Regions from separate parts of the Rattus norvegicus genome. Here region 2 is linked to region 1. Evidence: chromatin contacts called from public Hi-C data. All regions are on one chromosome and are shown on one strand. The core of a region is the stretch at or near the end of the contact, and the rest is flanking DNA. Distances in the headings are between cores, read along the strand shown.

Region 1 (3,112 bases), core at 127-2,626:
GCAAGCATGGATCCTGTAGTAGGCCTTCACACAAAATCCTGTCTCCACCACTTACAGTTGGGTGAGTTTAGACTCTAGCTTAATCTGTTCTTAAGCCTCTGAAGTCAAAAGGCAATAATAACATCCCCCATGGGGTGGCTATAATGATTAACAAAATAAAAGACCTTGAACCACAGTAGATCAAACAGAGGTAGCTGTTAGTAGTATTCCAATTTAAAGGCAGTTTTAAAAGGGAGTATCTTTCTCTCCAGAAGGCTTTACACAATGCATAGCTTGGTTATTAATTACGATAATAATGTAGACTGATTATAGCATAACGATCATAGTGATTTCCCTCTATGGTGTCTCCTTTTTAATTAGGTCTTCCAGAGACAGAATACCTTACTGCAAATGTTAATGGTAGAGTTATCAGCTAATAGAAGAATCGGAAGGGAAACTAACTCTAGTACTTCAGTGTCTCTTTATACCAGTGCCTTATTCACTGTTGCCAATTATTAACCACCACCTGTATGGCAGGCAGGGCCAGAAGATTCAGTGTGCCTCTGATTTACTCTTCATAATTTGAATGATGAGTCACTGTCACTTTAAAGATGAGAAAACAGTCAGCCACAGTGTGAACACCCAGGAAGTATTACAGGTTGTGTGTGCATAGGTCAATCTAGAATGTGCTGTCCTGGTGAACTAGCCTCGCTGTGCTCCTGCACGGAAAACTATAATGTAGCTGGATATTCTCATCTCTAAAGCATAAGCTCTGAAGGGCTCTCCTGCCTTCACCTATGAGCGCCTCTCTACTACGTACTAAACTAAGGCAAGTTATTTAAAATCCCAGCTTTAACTTTCTAATCTATAAAGTGGGGTTAATAACAGGACCTAACCTATAAGGCGGTAATTAAGAAAAATAAATGAGTTACTATATACATAAAAATTCCTAGTGCAGTTCTTGGGATCTAGTAAATGTTTCATAAGTGTTACCTGCTACTATAAAGCTTACATGTCATTATTAGATGAAGAACTAACATTTCTGAGTTGGGTGTGTGCTTTCCTTGATCTCTTGCCTGCCCAAGCACCCTCCTCTTAAGCCAACATGTCATAAAAGCTATTTGGGGTTTGTTTCTCCTTGGAATTAGAAAACTGGGAAGACATTAAAATTAAAATAATCAGGCTATACAAATTCCTCTTTGCCAAGGTGGCTCTGAGCCAGGCCTGCTGGCAGTCAGCATGCACAAGCCAAGGGGAGATGAAGGGTACATGTCCCTTCAAAAAAATGTTCCTGCCAGGATCAATCTCTGGCCTGGAGCCAGAGTTTGCCTCGCCTATAATAGGGCCAGCTGGACTAGACAAGAGAGCTCTGTTGCCGCAAGGGTCAATTGGCCTGGCTCTCCTACCAAGAGAGCAAGGCTATCCTTAGGTTTCTCCATCTTATAGGGCTGGGCGAGTGAGGCCCGAATTTAACACATCTCTTCTCAGGCGGGTCATGGGACCTGAAGGCGAGGTAACAGGGGTTGGTCAACAAAACAGTCCTGGAAGAAGCTAAGGTTAGTTCCAGGGAGAGGGAAGTCAAACAAGAAATCCCACAATGTGGGCAGAAGCTGATGGTGCCCTGACTGTAGAGACCCTGAGACCACAGCAGCAGTGAGCCCGTGAAGGTCACAGGACTCATGGCTGAGGGTCTGCTAGCTGCGCTGAGGATTGTAGTTCTTACTCAAAAAGACATGGAACCTTTTCTGCAGAGGAAAGGAAAAGTCATATTCACACCTTAAAGCTACTTATTCACCAAACATCTTCAACAGTCGATGATACCAAGTAACCAAGATGACTATCACAAAAGAAGTACTCCTCACCTGCTTGGACAGCAGCCCCAGGAAATGCTTGCTTTCTCTGTTCAGGGACCAAGTTCTGGCAATACTTGATCATCAAGTCACAGCCAACCCTCTACTGCTGTTGGTAAATTGACAGAAAGCAAACTATTGCAAGTTCAAAAAGAAAAAAAAAAGTGCAAAAGATAAAACTGGCTATTAAGCCATATTACCAAAATTAAGACATCTTCAGAGTGTAGGGAAAGCAGTGGGCAAGGTCTGCCCTATTAAGAGAAAAGTAATGTCTACAAAGTGGCAACTCTGGTCACAGCTATGCAGGCGAGGAGAGATATTCACAGGAGAAGGGCCAGAAGACAACTTGGGAAGAACTCATGTCTACCTACAAAAACATGAACCGGCATGGGAACTGCTGGGAAAGACACTATCAGGAAGACATCTGCAAACTGAAATCGTAGCGCGCACCATTAACGGAAAAGCACTCGTAACTGCTATTGAGATTGGTGCTGATAAAATTATTTTTATTGTTGGGTATAATACTTGGTCTAAATATAGCTGTATAGCACAACTCATATCTAATCCCTAACCCAATAAAACAAATTTAAGGGAGAAAAAAAGGAAATAATCATTCTTACTGGGATTAGCAGAGAGATAAAACCAAAGGATAGAGTGTCTGGGGAAAGAGACATGTGTCACCAGGCAAGCTTCCTAAATGGTGTATGTGAAATTCAAAGGCAGAAGAAGCTTCCTTCTTTTTTCAACTGAAGATGAATATATTTCTTGCAATATGTTCTGATCATGGCTTCTCCTCCCTCATATGTCTCCCAGATCCTCCCAATCTTCTCCCTCATCCAACTCCAATCCCCCCAAACAATTAGTGGATATTAGTCATAAAATACAGAATACCCATGCTACACTCCACAGACTCATTAAGAGGATGCTTGACTCTGACTTAGGGGAAATAAAATAGTCATAAGTGGCAGATGAAGGGAGAGAACAGGGTAGGAGAGGGGATGGAGAGAGTATTGGGGGGGGGTCAGGATCAGGTATGGAGAGGGACAGGAGAGATGGCCAGATAACCATGAGAATGAATGGAAATCTGTAACTGACAGCGGTAGGGAGTTAAGGGGCACCTCCAGAATGTGACAGAGACTTGGGACAAGGGAGGCACCCAAGAAAAAATGGAGATGACCTTAGCTATGACTCATAGCATTGGGGATATGAACCTGAAGAGGCCACCTCTTGTAGTCAGGCAGTAACCCCAATGGAGCGATAGGACACCAACCCACTCACAAAAC
Region 2 (3,104 bases), core at 227-2,726, 66 kb after region 1:
CTGGCCTATACTGTTGGTGTGTATTCTGTGACAGGTCGCTTACCTCAAGTTAGACTACTTTGGTCTTTATCTATTAGATGCACCTAACACTTCATTGACACCCCAGGATTTATTATCTCTTCAATAAAATCTTATCTAGGTGTCTATTTTGTTACCAACCCCATTACATAGCCTTTATTAAGAACAATAGAAAGTGTGTGTGTGTGTGTGTGTGTGTGTGTGTGTGTATGATAAATTCACTCTGTAAATTGTTTATACACTGTCAAGTCACTAGGCAAGAAGCCACCAGGATCTGAGGAAAAAGATGCTGGCAGAGAATGCAGAGAAAAGTTCTGAGTGCTGTCAATAATTTCAGATTTGGGGTATGTGAAAGTCTGATTGCTGAGCCATCAGAAATGTTTTAACAGCGTGAGAAAGGTTGGTGGATCTGGGGTTCAAGAATAAAGCAGGATGAAGACCCACAGGAGACGAACTAATAAGCAAGTATGCAAGAAGAGGAACCAGGATCTTGGGAGAGAACCCAGAAGAAACCTAGATCATTGTCCTAGGACACTGACCCGGATAAAAGAGCAAAGGGACCGGCCATGGTAATGCCAATGCTGAGGTGAAAATAGGAGGCAACGAGCTAAAGAAAAGCTGGAAGACAGAAACAGAGATGAGCCCCCAAAGACAGCCGGACCCCAAGTCAAAGATTTCAGTAAAAACATGGTGGTCAGAATCAGGACTGGACACCCAGAATGTTTCCATGTGTCTGTGTCTGAAGGACGGTTATACAGTTCGCATTTTCTGGCGTTCTCATACAGGGTTTCTATATTGGGTTGGGAGGCAGGGGGTGTGTTTTAGATTTTCCATGGATTTCGGCTGAAAAGTATGGTAACGTTTATCAGGTTTGGTGGAAAAGACGGTCAGTGTGGTTGGGAAGATTCAGTCAGGAGTGGGAGTTCAAGGTCTGGAGGTCTCCAGAGAAGGCTGGAGGGTCGAGGCCCAAGGTGTGAGGCAATGCTCCTCTTGCGAAACAGGGCGCCCGAGCCTGCGCGCGGCGAGGAGGGCTTCGGCGGCGCGCGGGGTCACTTTCCTCGGACCGCAGGACACTTCAGGAGAACCGAGCAGGGTTCTGGGGACGACGGGTGGAGTCGCCCGGGATGGGACACGAGTGGCGTCAAGCCACCAAGGCCGGGGCGTCCCGGGACCTCAGCAACGCCGTCAGCAAGCGGCTCCCCGCCAGCCCCTCCCGTCCCAGAGGGAACCTGTTGCCCGGGAAGGGGTGGGCGGGAGGCGCGGGCGGGGGACTCTCGTGCTCGCTCTGCACGCCACGGCCTCTCACCTCAGATACGCTCGCGCACGCCCCTCCCTGGCCCCGGACTCGGAGAAAAACACACACACATACACATACACACCTCTCAGAGCAGCCCGTGCCCGGGTACGGCCGCCCGAGCGCCGCTTGTGCTGCTTCCGGGAGCGGAGGCGCGGCCCCGCGAAGAGGAGGAGCAGGCCAACATGGCGGCGCGCAGGGCTGGGCCGGCCGGCCGCGCCTGAGCGCCCCACCACCCCAGCTCGGCTCGCGGCGCCCACGCGTGCACCTAACCCTGGCCCGGCGGCCGCCGAGCGCGCGGGGCAGGAGCGCAGGGGCCCTCCCGGGTACGGGGACCGCGCCGAGGCAGCGCGGCACGGCCCTCCAGGCCCGGGAGCCGCAGCTTCGCCGCACGCCGGCCGGCACGGCTCCGAGGCCCGAGCCATGGAATCGGAGGAGGAGCAGCACATGACCACGCTGCTGTGCATGGGTTTCTCGGACCCGGCCACCATCCGCAAGGCCCTGCGCTTGGCCAAGAACGACATCAACGAGGCCGTGGCGCTGCTCACCAACGAGCGGCCGGGCCTCGACTACGGCGGCTACGAGCCCATGGATAGCGGCGGCCCCAGTCCGGGGCTTGGAGGCGGCCCACGGGGCGACGGCGGCGGGGAAGGCAGCGGGCCTTCCCGTGGCGGGAGCACCGGAGGTGGTGGCGGCTTTGACCCCCCGCCCGCCTACCACGAGGTGGTGGACGCGGAGGTGAGTGGGGTTGCCCTGACCTCGCCAGAGAGGCCGCCGCGCTGGAGTCCCGTGGACAGCGAACGTAGCCTGCCCTGCTCGCAGTGGGACTCTTGGGCGGGGGCTGTAATGAAACTCGGGACACGGAGATAATAGAACACCGGCTCTGGTCAGAGATCGGGGTCACTAGACCGGGGTCAAATGGGGAGAAGGGCCTTGGGAGAGGTATATTCCCGCATGGAGTTAGGTATACGGTTCTGGGCTGCGGAGGGGTCTCATAGGCTACCTGCCGAGTCTATGCAGTGGGCAGGAATCCCTGGAGGGGATGGGGAGGAGCGTCCACATTTCCAAATTCGTGTGGCTTGGGAAATGGGAAGGACATGAATATCAGGTGTCAAAACTGAGGTCCCAGTGGACCACAGTATTTGTGACTCTAGGTTTTACTGAAGGATTGGGATAGGTACCAGTTGAGAATCAGAAATAGTGCGTTGCTGTTGGCCTGCCAGAGTAGAGGCCTCTGCCGGGTCACACAGGAGTGACTAGTGGGGTTAGGAATAGGGTTTAGGTTTTTAAGCCAACCGTTAGAAAGTGGACAGGGTCTAAAATGAGGAAGGGCCTAGACAGGACCAGGAATGGTAGGAATGAATACAGGGTAGAGGAGCAGGTTTGGCTGTTTTAATGTCTAGGTTGGAAGGATGGGCTTGACTAAGGTCAGGTATTAGGACAAGTAGTGGAATGGGACTGGGATAAAGAATGAGTGAGAAGTCTGGGCAGGAGTAGGAGCAAAGGAAGGACCAGACAGCCATGAGATCAGGAATGGGAGGTGGAAGCTGGGACGCGAACCGACTAAGGGGTCACTGAAGAGGAGAAATTAGACTGAGGAAAGGGTTCTAGCCTTAGAGAGGTTAAAATGGAGGCGGGGGCATAGACTAGAGAGGAGAAATAAATGGAACTGGAGTCTAGACAAGGGAGTCTAGTGCGTTTGGTCAGATACCTAGTATCTTAAGTAACGAAACTATACTTTTAGTGTTTGGTTTACACTGTGTGCAAAGAGCATGGGAGAGGCTGACAAGCT

What was found. Hi-C and Micro-C count contacts between places; a contact is called where the count stands out from the background.
Region 2: a Hi-C map of kidney shows a contact between it and region 1, with 2.1 times the contacts expected there. The contact joins the promoter of Usp24 here to the enhancer-like site in region 1. A contact is called at or near these places in 4 of 12 Hi-C or Micro-C datasets (hepatocytes, kidney, liver and 1 more) and 1 of 1 datasets of contacts at active chromatin or transcription factors (oligodendrocytes).

Annotation. Positions count from the first base shown.
Region 1 is chr5:126,242,110-126,245,221 of GRCr8, forward strand. No RefSeq gene overlaps it. Among named protein-coding and RNA genes, the nearest start is that of Usp24, 66 kb to the right of the region's middle. Within about 2 kb of position 1,377, at least 9 of the 93 cell types and tissues checked have an H3K27ac peak or open chromatin away from gene starts, as enhancers often do. A contact at or near this core is called in hepatocytes, kidney and liver, where this site is marked.
Region 2 is chr5:126,308,121-126,311,224 of GRCr8, forward strand. It overlaps Usp24 (ubiquitin specific peptidase 24), which reads left to right and starts at 1,477. Exons shown (of 68, transcript NM_001271206.2): 1 at 1,477-2,050. The coding sequence starts at 1,736.